Linked DNA regions of Mus musculus: all the other regions are linked to region 1. The links are chromatin contacts, called in public HiChIP or PLAC-seq maps. All regions are on one chromosome and are shown on one strand. Each heading gives the region's core, a stretch centred on a gene start, on an enhancer-like site or on the middle of the called end of the contact. The rest is flanking DNA. Distances are from core to core; before and after follow the strand shown. Region 1 overlaps Gm3764 (predicted gene 3764). Region 2 has its middle 15 kb from the start of Mef2d. Region 3 overlaps Iqgap3 (IQ motif containing GTPase activating protein 3).

Region 1 (3,748 bases), core at 308-2,807:
GTGGAATTTCATTAGAGTGTTTTTAGGAGTTACCTATGTTGTTCCCCAAACCCTAAATTTAATCTGAATATAAAAAATTAGAAAAACACTGTGAAATGTGTGTGGAACCCTCACCGAACATTAAATAATAGGCAGTGCTTTGTATTCACGCCTTTTGTGTACATGAAGAGAAGAGCACTGATACCCACGGCATGTCTTTTTGGATCCTGAAAGATGCAAGGATTTAAAGACAGGAGTGGGCAGGGGAAGGAAGGGAGGAAATGCGATTGCAGAGATCATAGTATCCATCATTATTGATTTTTAAGGTGAGGTATTGAACTTTTTTGATCCTCTTGCCTCAGTTTATGGAATGCCGGCATTACAGGTGTGTCCCACCAGGCCTAGCTACAATTGAGAATATCTTTGATGCACACAGCACTTAACAGTTTATAGGGCAGACAGAAAGATAGCCCTGGCCCAGGTTCTCCATTCCACCTATGCATGCACTGTGATAGCCCAAGAAATCTGTGAGGAGAGGGTAGTTGGCTTTAGCTTGCTGTGAGAGAGTCCTCCAGGTGGGTTCACCTCAGGCACTGGGCCTTGAGGATTGGGTGGAGGTGTGGAGGCGTGGTGGTGAGGTCAAGGCAGTGAGACCAGAGTCACCATCCAGAACTAATTGAGAGACCTGGCAGGGTATCTGACCAGTCTTTTGTTGAGCTAGCTGGGCAGGCTTGAGCCCTGAGGATCAAACTGGGGAGCAATGGGAGAATTCTGGAGAGAGACTGCTGATGGAGGGAAGAGGACCAAGCCCTAACCTCTGTATCCTTCCCTCCACAGAAGCAGCCATCCATCCAGAAGCAGCCTCCGTGTTCCGTTTGTCCGGATGTCATCGTAGGTGGCCGGCATCTCTGGCTTTGGGGTATTTATTTCCTTCCTTGCTTTGATGGTGGTGTGGGTGGGGGAGGGGAAAAGGGAAGCTAGTCCTGTTCCACCCCAGCTCTCCACCCCACTCGCTGTCTCTTCTAGGCTTTGATTTTGGTCCATTTTGTAGTAAGAACTGCATTGTCAAAGCTAAGAAGCAATGCAAACAACATAGCCTGGGGACAAAAGGCCACCCTGTGTCTGGTTCGGTGCAGAGAGGAAAGCGCCCTCCCTCTTCTTCCACAGCTCCCTGGGGACGAGATGGGGGTCTTTGACTCTGGGGAAGTGGTTGAGAAAGGTTTGAGAAAGGGACAGAGATAGCTAAGGGGGTGTCAGGTGAGCCAGGAGAGCAGTATAGATTGGGATGGATGGGGTGGGGGGAGCTGGGTCTTTAAGTCGCTGAGTGGGTACATGAGCACCTTTAGCATTGGGAGATAATGCTACTTGCCTTGTCCATGAATTTACCACTGAATGTGTCTGAGTTTATGGGTGTGAGAGTGCATGCCTGTGATTGAGTATGGGTGTGCTTTACACACTCGCGCTTTTGACCAGAGAAGAGCTTATGGGAAACATGGATGACTAAGCTGACCCCTGGCCATCTTAGTCACCATGTCTCATTTCCCTACAATGTAGGACTGGGGCAATAGGCATGTGAGTCCATGGGGAGCAGACCAGGAGGAGCTGGGAAGGCTGAAAATGCTCCCACTTCCAGGAAGGGTGTGTCTCAGGGGCCACCTCCTCTAAATGGAGTCTCCAGGCATCCTAACCTCATCAGTGCATTGCTAACTGCTGTTACTTTTATTTGTCCCAATGCTATACACATTGCAGGCATTCAGTGACAGAATACTGTTTAATAGTAGCCACAGTAATTAGTAGCACAGTAATTCTGTTGCAGAGATAAGCACACCCCCAGATAAAGCTCTGAGTGTATCTTTAAGGCAAATCCACCTTGCAAACAAGGGAAAACTATGTTTTTATTATACTTTCTAAGCATTAATCCCTTATGCACTACTTTACTATTTCAGGAAAGTGCTTTACTGCCAAAGTTTACATAGAGTCTCAAAAGGTCCAGTCCAGACAGCATAACTGAGCCTGTGCTTCTGTCTCTGTAGGCCCTTCAGACTCAGAGACAATAGGTGGGCAGCTGTATTGAGAGGGGACATTGGCTTTGGTTGTAGCTGTGCCTCAAGGCTTAGGTGTTTGCCTAGTATGTATTGAGCCCTGGGTTTGATCCCAGGAACCCCCAAAGGATGAAGGCTCCTGGAACACCCACAGACCCCTATTAGCACAAAGAGTTGAAATGTCCTCCCAAGAAGTAGTCACAGTGAGAGCCACAGGCCACCAGAGAGTAGACTGCTTTGTGCTGGAGGAGACAGAAAGGGCTCTGCTCCTTAGGAGACTGAGGCTGGTGAGCCAATCCAGCCCTCTGGGCGCTTGTGCCCAGCCCTGAGTCCTGCAGACTTGCTGCATCCATTGCTGTTCTCTGTTGTCTCCTCTGACACAAATACATTTCTCAAAGATTCTGCATAAACCTTCCCTACTGTTTTGGTTTGTGAAGGAAGAATACAATACGTCAGAAAGAAAAAAGGAAAAAAAAAAACTTGTCTTTGAGGACTACTTTTGAAGGAGTTTCTTATTTTAAACTGGAAGAACGTAATTTATACTCACACTGATTCCAGTTAAAAGGAGCAGAAGGTCCTCTGCTTCTCTCTGTGCATAGTGAGGTCCCATTTACACTGGGGCAAAGGTGTCATTCACCTGCACCCCTAAAGGATCAATGGGGGTGCCAGCTTGTCCTGTGAACCCAGACAAAATTTGCTTCCCTGGCAACTGGACAGAGGAGGGCATTCTAACATGCAGTGGGCTGTTCTTTTGTGGGTTATCTTCTTGATTTGGATGCTGTTAAACTGAACTGCCCCTAAAAAGCTCAAATTCAATATAAAAGGTGGCAGGACTTTATTCTGTATCTGCTGTGTGGGGAACAATTTTTTAGCACCCAGCAAAGTGTGTTCATTTCTTCCTTAAGGTTAATTTTTGAGAAAGTCCAGTTGAGCCTGAATTTGGCCATTAGGAATATGGGGTGGGAGTGTACATCGGACAAGGAAATCTTTGTGTATTCTCTCCTTCCCAACAAAAATACAGCAGTGCCTGAGAGGAAAAGTTTGACTGGCTCAGCTGCCTCCTACCTCAAGGCTTGCAGGACTCCAGGGCAGGGGGTTCCTGTAGAGGGCTGGGAATGGTAAAACTTGGTGAGACGGAAGGGAAACATCTTACTAGCAGCTAGGGCTCTCTTTTCCAAGGCTGGCTCTGACCTCCAAACTTTTTGGTGTTGGGAAGGGAGGAGAGGACAAAGGTACTTCAGGGGTTTGAAAGCAGTTTTGTGGGAAGAGCAAACCAATGCTCTTAGGAAGCTAGGTCAGCATGTGGGGAGGAGTTTAGTGTGCATGTCACATGTATGTCAGGCATCCTTGAAAGGGCACAAGGTGGCATGAAGGGCATGAGGGAGCATGCAGAGAACGGGTCACAGGCTTGTAGGCATGGTGGAGAAATGTAGTCAAGGGCTTTACCAGGGTTGATCTAGGAATTGTATTTAGCACCATGCCCAGAGGGAAAGTTGCCTAGAGAACATTTGGGGGGAAGAAACCCCTTTTTCTGCAGGTGTACTGGAGCTCCAGGAGCTCCCAAGCCCTCTGGGCACACCATTCTGAGCTGTAGGGGAGTGAAGGAGACAGTTTAGGGTGTGCCCTTTTCTCTGCCCCACCATTGGACATGGCTTAGTTCTGGCAAATCATCCAAGCTGCCAAAGCTTCTAGAACACCTCTCCCCCAGCTGGTTTTGGTGGTGCATA
Region 2 (3,872 bases), core at 1,300-3,799, 82 kb before region 1:
GCTGGTGTTGGTGGCACATGCCTTTAATCCCAGTACTCGAGAGCCAGAGGCAGGTAGATTTCTGTGAATTTGAGGCTAGCCTGGTCTATGTAGTAAGTTCCAGGCCACCTAGGACTAGACAGTGCAACTTTGCCTCCGAAGAATTATTTTTTCTCCAGTTACTGATTTTGTGTGGTGGCCAAATGCGTGCTGCGATGAGCACCTGGAGGTGCTCAAAGGACAACTTTCAGTTCTTTCCTTCCACTACGTGGACTCTGGGGACGCAACTCAGGTGGTAGTTCAGGCTACCCACCCACTGAGCATCTCACTGGCTCCACAGTAAGAGCCTCTCTCCAGAAATATAAAATAAAAGCTATCACAAGCAAACCTACTTAAATGCCTTGTTAAATTCAGGTGTGTCATGCAGCATTTCTCAAAAATGCTGGCCCCAGAAATATTAAACCTTTTTATAATTTTTATTTTTTATTTTTGAGACAGGGTTTTTCTGTGTAGTCCTGACTGTCCTGGAACTCACTCTGTAGATGAGATTAAAGATGCGCATCAGCACTGCCCAGCTTATTTTTATTTCTGAGACAAGGTCTGACTTATTCATCCCGGGCTGGGCCTTGACCTCCCCGCGTCTCTGAGGGTAACCTTGACCTCCTGACTCTCTTACCTCCGCCTTCCCAGCACTGCCAACACAGAGGAAAATAACTTATTACAATGTTTGCTTTTCAAGACTTTCCTACCACTAGAAGTGTGGGATTCATCAGGGCCCTTCGCTGGCAGCCAGGGCAGGGAGCTCCAAGTGACTCTTGGTCTGTGATGACCAAGGCGTAAAGGCATTTGCAGCAGCAAATTCTTTTATTTTTTTTTAAGCATTTATTTATTTTATGTATATAAGTACACTGTAGCTATCTTCAGACACACCAGAAGAGGGCATCAAATCCCATTACAGATGGTTGTGAGCCACCATGTGGTTGCTGGGAATTGAACTCAGGACCTCTGGGAGAGCAGTCGGTGCTCTTAACCTCTGAGCCATCTCTCCAGCCCTACTTTTATTTTTTTTTTAATTAAGAAAAAAATCATCTTTTTTTTCAAGACAGGGTTTCTCTGTGTAGTCCTAAAACTCACTCGAGTTGTTCTGGAACTCATTATACGAACAAGCTGGCCTCAAATTCACAGAATCCCACCTGCCTCTACCTCCTGGGTACTGGAATTAAGGACATGTGCCACTATGACCAGCACTAAATAAATGGTTTTTCTCCTTGGTCTTCCGAGACAGGGTTTCTTCTCTGTGTAGCCCTGGATGTCTTGGAACTTGCTCTGTAGACCAGGCTGGCCTTGAACTCAGAGATCCGCCTAACTCTGTCTCCTGAGTGCTAGAACCAAAGGTGTGCGCCACCACCACCTGGCTAATTATTTTAAAGAGAAAATTTAATTAAAGGAAAGCAAAACAAGGGGGCTGGAGAGATGGCTCAGTGGTTAAGAGCACTGACTGCTCATCTGAAGGTCCTGAGTTCAAATCCCAGCAACCACATGGTGGCTCACAACCATCTGTAATGAAATCTGACGCCCTCTTCTGGTGCATCTGAAGACAGCTACAGTGTACTTAGATATAATAATAAATAAATCTTAAAAAATTATAAAAAAAAAAAAGAAGAACGTGAGATCGAGGTGGCGCACGCCTTTAATCTCAGCACTCGGGGGGCAGAGGCAGGTGAGTCTGGATCTCTGAGTTCGAGGCCAGCCTGGTCTACAAGCAAGTTCTAAGATAGCCATGGCTACACAGAGAAACCCTGTCTCAAAAAACTGTCAAGCAAACAAGCAAACAAAACCACTAGAGAGATACAGCTCAGTGGTAAAGCATTTGATTAGCACACACAAGATTCTGGGTTCTGTTCCCAGCACCACACACACAAAAGAAAGAAAATCTCAAGAGAACTAGGAGAAAGGGAGAAGGGAGGGGAAGCTAAGAGAGATAGACAGAAAGAAGATAGAAGAGAGGAAGGTGGGGAAGGGGAGGGGAGGAGCAGAGAGCAGAGGGGAGGGAGGAAAGAGGAGGGCAGAACTTGTCAACATGGCCACCTGGGCAGGTTCCCTCATAGCACGTGGGGAACTGCACAGGGCTGGGCCAGGAAGTCGTGGAGCTAAAGGGGCTGCAGATTTCATTCTCATATCTACAACTTTTGGTTTCTCTGAGTTTTCTCAACATCTGCCTTACAGAAGCAGAGAAAGAGGAGCTGGGAGTTTCGCTCTCACCCTTGGTCATTAGCACCCATCTGCTCCTGCAGGTGAGGCTAGCTTCCAAGCCCCCTTGAGAACTTTTGCTCCAAACATGACTCCATATTCTGTCTCTTGCCTTCCACCAAGAGGTCTTGAATCTGACTTTAGTGACATGTCTTCTGCAGGAGGCGCAAGCAAAAGTATTACAGGCGTTTCTAGGCAACGGTGGGCATTTCACTTTGTTTACATTATTTGCTGTTGTTTTTTCAGCCCTCTATGAATAACTCTCCTTATCACAGCACTAGAGAAACCGTGGCTCAGAGAGAGTCAGTGACTCACCCAAGCTCATACTAGAAATGAGGGTGCTGGGACTGGATCCCAGAAGGGTCTGACCCAACCTTCTCATTTCTACATATGAGCAACTCTGAGAGCCCACGGGATCAGACTGGAGGTTTTGTGGATGTGTGTGCATTCTTCATTTTTTTTTTTTTTAGAGACTTATTATTTAGGGCCCAAAGAGATGGCTCATCGGTTAAGAGCACTGGTTGCTCTTGCGGAGGACCTGGGTTTGGTTCCCAGCTCCCACATGGTAATGAACCTGTAACTCCAGGAACAGGAGAGCTGATGCCTCTTCTGACCTCTGTGGACTCCTGCATGCATGTGTTATACAAAACATACATGAAAGCATACACATATAGACATAAAATATAATTTAAAATTTTATATATATATAATTTGTGTGTGTGCATGTGTATTTGTCCTCAGAGGTGGAAAGAAGGCATTGGATCCTTTGACTCTGGAGTCCCAGGCAATTTTGAGTCACCTGATACCTTATTTTTCTATTGTGGTAAAGACACCAGGACCAAGGCAACTTACAGAAGACAGAGTCTACTGGGGCTTACAGATTTAGAGGGTGGGCCCATGACCATCATGGCAGGAAGGCAGCAGGCAGCAGGCAGGAAGGCAAGGGACTGGGGCAGTAGATGAGTGAGAACTTACATTTTTGACCCCCAAGCACCAGGATGAGAGGGAGGGGAAAGATATGGGGGGGGGGGGAGAGAGAGAGAGAGAGAGAGAGAGAGAGAGAGAGAGAGTGAGAGAGAGAGAGAGAGAGAGAGAGAGAGAGAGAGAGAGCCTGGCCCTGGTGTGGGCTTTTGAGACCTCAAGGCCCTTCTCCAGTGACACACCTCCTCCAACAAGGCCACACCTCCTCCAACAAAGCCACACCTCCTCCGGAAAGGCCACATCTCCTATTCCTTCCCAGTTTTACCAGCTGGAGACCAAGCATTCAAATATGAGTCTGTGGGGGACATTCTCATTCAAACAACCACGTGTGACCTGTTGTCCTGGGAACTGAGCAAGTCCGGTCCTCTGAAGGATCAGCAAACATTCTGCCCACCTGTACCATGCGCTTGTAAGGTCTTGTTCTAAGTGCCTGAGTGCTTCTCCAGCATCTTCTCTGTACTCTGTGCCACTGTGAGCATGGAGTGCCGGCTCTCTTCCTTGGCATTGGTGAGAGCTGAGCTGGTTTCCCCTGTACCCTTTACTCTTGTCTGGGCACGTGAGGTACTGAATGGGAATCCCACAGATACTTTTTGAGTTTTGTTTCATTTCATTTTCTGAGACAGGAGTCTCACTAACTTTGGCCTCTCTGCAGTCTTCCTGCC
Region 3 (3,853 bases), core at 1,122-3,621, 110 kb before region 1:
CCTCATGGTGTGTAGCATAGCATGAGATAGCCACTTGGTCTTCTCTGCCTAGGACCTTGTGCAGTTCTGTTTGTCTATCTGACTCTTCCCCCTAGCCCCATCTCATCCTTTTTGGCTTTTTCAGACATCATCTCACATAGCTCATGCTGGCCTCGAACTTGTTAACTTTGTTATATAGATGAGGATGGCCTCAAACTCCTGATTTTCCTGCCTCTGCCTCCTGAATATGGGACCACAGGCACTCACCCCCACAAGTACCTTAATGTAGTTCTTGATGGGACATGGGGACCAGAAGGCTGCTGGCAGAAGTCACATTTTGAGTGTGGGCTCTGTAGCTCCATTTAAGATATGTTCGTTGGGGCTGGTGAGATGGCTCAGCAGTTAAGAGCACCGACTGCTCTTTCAAAGGTCCTGAGTTCAAATCCCAGCAACCACGTGGTGACTCATAACCATTCGGAACGAAATCTGATGCTCTCTTCTGGAGTGTCTGAAGACAGCTACAGTGTACTCACATATGATAAATAAATAAATATTTAAAAAATGTTCGTAGCGATAGGCTTGGCTAGGGAAGGGATATTAATGATACCTACCTCATTTGGCTTGTTATGGAAAGTAAGATGATACTGTGTGTGATGTCTTCATGATCATGTTCACAGTAAACATCCCCAGGTATAGAGTATAAATGTTGGTGAGTGAATGCATCCTTGGTGTTGAGCAAGAGTACTGTGGGTGGATGAATGTGGCCCAGGTGTTGAGCATAAGTACTGTGGGTGGATGAATGTGGCCCAGGTGCAGACCAGGTGTAGCCCAGGTGTTGAGCAAGAGTACTGTGGGTGGATGAATGTGGCCCAGGTGCAGACCAGGTGTAGCCCAGGTGTTGAGCATAAGTACTGTGGGTGGATGAATATGGCCCAGGTGCACACCAGGTGTAGCCCAGGTGTTGAGCATAAGTACTGTGGGTAGATGGAAGTGGTTCAGGTGTGGCCCAGGTACAGTCCAGGTGTTGAGTATGAATGGTGGTGTAAAGTGAATGGAGCCAGGGATGTAGAGTTGGCCCAGTGGTTAAGAGCACTGACTGCTCTTCCAGAGGTCCTGAGTTCAATTCCCAGCAACTACATGGTGGCTTACAACCATCTGTAAGGGAATCCAATACCCTCATCTGGTGTGTCTGAAGACAGCTACAGTGTACTCAGATACATAAAATAAATAAAATCTTTTTTAAAAAATAAATAAATAAAAAAGAAGTGAATGAAGCCCCTGGCCCTTGGGAATGGAACAGGGAAGGGGCAACAGTCCACCAACTTCCCTCACGTCTCTTCCTCTACAGGAGCTGGGCCAGGAGGAGCTCTTTGTGGCTGTGGAGATGCTGTCAGCCGTGGTTCTGATTAACCGTGCTCTGGAAGCTGGAGATGTCTGTGCCTTTTGGGACAATCTAGTGAATCCCGCAACTGGCCTAGCCCAGGTAGAAGAAGAAAATGCCCAACGGTGAGTGAGAAAGTTTGACCCACATGTCAGAAGTGAAGGGATAGCATGAAGATGCTCACACCGGGCAGACGGTGGACAGTTCTGCTCGAAGTTGCCCCTCCTGGGTTTCTTCCCCAGTTGGGGAGCACAAGATCATCCCCCTTCATTTCCATTTTTTTTCAGAGCAAATGTTTGAGTGCCTACACACTGCCAGGTGCCACTCTAGGTGTTGAAAACAGTGACTGAAACCAAGCATATGCATATGCAGGACTTATAACTGGATGGACACAGCTACTGGATGGGCCAAACAAAACGGGACAGAGTGGGTGTGGAACAGTTTTTTAGCCACAAAATGTAGTTATAGATGGCTTTTAGGTCATGTGGAGGACAAGGAGCCAGAGTTAGTCCCATGATCCTCTTCAGGACAGGACTGTCCTAGGTGCACTCATAGAACATCAGGAAGGGCTTGGAAGCAGCTCAATGGTAGAAGGCTTGCTTTGCATGCCTGAGGCTCTGAGTTTAACCTCCCAGCGTTGCAAAAATAAAAACAAAGACTACCAAGAAGCCAGAGTAGTGAGAAGCTAAACAGAGTGAGGCAGGGAAGGAGTGGGCTAGCAGGAACCAGCCTGTGTCCTCCAACAAGGAAGGAAGCTGTGGGCTGTTTGGCACAAAAGAAGCCCATTTGACCTGCTTTACCAAGATCATCCTGGCTGCTGTGCTGAGACTCCACCACAGGGCCGGGCCCGGGCAGAGCGGCCGGGATGCCTTTAGGCATGCTGCTAGTTCCACGGTGGAAACAGCAGGAGTGGGAAGAAGGTGGTGAAGTGTGAATGTATTCTGAAAGCAGATCTGACAGGGCTTGGTGGCAGAGGGAACCGAGAGGGAAATGACTCAACAGATGTTCATCCAGAAGGGACAGGCTGAGGTGCAGAGGCAGACCAGGGTGATTGGGAGTTCAGATGATGCAGGCTGGGGTGTTTCAGACCTCCACTGGCATTTGGGTGCAAATCCTTGGGAGGCCCTGGGGCCTGTGAGGGATGGACGTATGCTTTTGGGGTTCATTAACCTAAGTCTAGAGAGTGGGTGAGATCTGAGGTAAGAACATGGATGGAAAAGGGGTCTGGAGCTTGAAGGGCTCTGTGCTCCACACAGGAAGGGGGCTTGTAACTGTCTGTGAAGGGAGAAGAGACCCTGGAAATTATGGTGTCCCAGGGAGGAACCAACTCAGAGCTTTCTCCACTTGGTGGCTGTGTGGCTCACTTCTCTTCTTTGTTGCTAGTTACTTTGATGCCCTGGTGAAGGTTCAGCAGTTTCAAGGAACACATAGAGGCATCCTGAGCTGGAATGACCTGCAGGCTGCTGTGAGCCAGGTCAATGAACAGGTCCAGGAAGAAACTGATCGTGAGTACCCCCTCAGACAGCTCCCCCTCGGACAACTCCCCTCAGATAGCCCCCCTCAGATACCCCACCTCAGACACTTCCCCTTAGACAGCCCCCCTCAGACAGCCCCCTTCATATACCCCCCTCAGACAGCTCCCTCAGACAACCCCCCTTCAGATAGTCTCACTCAGACATCTTCCCCTCAGACAACTCCCCTCCGATATCCCCCCTCAGACAGCTCCCCTCAGACAACCCCCCTCAGACATCTCCCCCTCAGATAACCCCCTCAGACACTCCCCCCCAGACAGCCCCCCCAGACAGCCCCTCCTCAGACCGCCCCAACTCAGACATCTCCCTTCAGACAGCCCCCCTCAGACAGCCCAGTTCTTCCCCTAGTTTTGTGTTTGGAGCTGCTGTTCATCTGGATCTCTTCCTCAGAGGTCCTCGCCATCAGCCTCATCAATGAGGCTCTGGACCAGGGCTGTCCTGAAAAGACTCTGTCTGCCCTGCTGCTTCCTGCAGCTGGCCTGGAAGATGTCAGCCTTCATGTTGCACCTCGGTACCATCTCCTCCTTGTGGCTGCTAAGAGGCAGAAAGCACGGGTAAGGTTAGGGAGAGATGGCTGGGTTAGACACTAAAGCAGGAGGACCAGCCTTGAGCAGAGCTGTGCCTGGCATGAACTCTGAAACTGTTCCAGGCCAGTGGGTGCAGACCCTTCCCTGGGTGAGGCACAAGCAGGATTTGGCCTGTTATGGGAAAGTGGACTTCATTCCAGGACAGTTGTGGGGAAAGAGCAGGCCTGAGAAGCAGGTAACTGGATTCACTGTTCTGGTCCCCAGTGATCACCTAGTAGTAGCCCCTCAGTACCCCTGGGGTATGGAAAACACTACATGCTCTGCCCTTGCACCTTGTGCATATCCGGTGAGCTGAGGATGGGACAGGGATTTGAACTGACACACCCCTGAGCTGTGTGGCCGCAGAATGAGGCCAAGCCCTGTGATTGAGCTGC

Evidence for each region. HiChIP or PLAC-seq counts read pairs in DNA pulled down with a chosen protein or histone mark.
Region 2: a contact with region 1 is called in an HNF4G HiChIP or PLAC-seq map of pancreatic cancer cells. The contact joins two enhancer-like sites. A contact is called at or near these places in 3 of 39 promoter capture datasets (cranial neural crest, embryonic stem cells and hippocampal neurons), 3 of 484 Hi-C or Micro-C datasets (cerebellar granule neurons, embryonic stem cells and nephron progenitors), 4 of 115 datasets of contacts at active chromatin or transcription factors (embryonic stem cells, neural stem cells and pancreatic cancer cells) and 1 of 9 other capture datasets (embryonic stem cells).
Region 3: a contact with region 1 is called in an HNF4G HiChIP or PLAC-seq map of pancreatic cancer cells. The contact joins two enhancer-like sites. A contact is called at or near these places in 9 of 39 promoter capture datasets (the C10 cell line, the HPC-7 cell line, cranial neural crest and 6 more), 1 of 484 Hi-C or Micro-C datasets (embryonic stem cells), 8 of 115 datasets of contacts at active chromatin or transcription factors (effector CD8 T cells, embryonic stem cells, large pre-B cells and 3 more) and 4 of 9 other capture datasets (adipose tissue, embryonic stem cells, liver and 1 more).

Annotation. Positions count from the first base shown.
Region 1 is chr3:88,208,819-88,212,566 of GRCm38.p6, forward strand. It overlaps Gm3764 (predicted gene 3764), which reads left to right. Exons shown (of 10, transcript NR_168089.1): 2 at 817-898. Among named protein-coding and RNA genes, the nearest start is that of Gm3764, 4.0 kb to the left of the region's middle. Within about 2 kb of position 1,558, at least 21 of the 459 cell types and tissues checked have an H3K27ac peak or open chromatin away from gene starts, as enhancers often do. A contact at or near this core is called in pancreatic cancer cells, where this site is marked.
Region 2 is chr3:88,125,757-88,129,628 of GRCm38.p6, forward strand. No RefSeq gene overlaps it. Among named protein-coding and RNA genes, the nearest start is that of Mef2d, 15 kb to the right of the region's middle. Within about 2 kb of position 2,550, at least 19 of the 459 cell types and tissues checked have an H3K27ac peak or open chromatin away from gene starts, as enhancers often do. A contact at or near this core is called in pancreatic cancer cells, where this site is marked.
Region 3 is chr3:88,095,575-88,099,427 of GRCm38.p6, forward strand. It overlaps Iqgap3 (IQ motif containing GTPase activating protein 3), which reads left to right. Exons shown (of 38, transcript NM_001033484.1): 13 at 1,328-1,485; 14 at 2,744-2,865; 15 at 3,283-3,446. Among named protein-coding and RNA genes, the nearest start is that of Iqgap3, 15 kb to the left of the region's middle. Within about 2 kb of position 2,372, at least 34 of the 459 cell types and tissues checked have an H3K27ac peak or open chromatin away from gene starts, as enhancers often do. A contact at or near this core is called in pancreatic cancer cells, where this site is marked.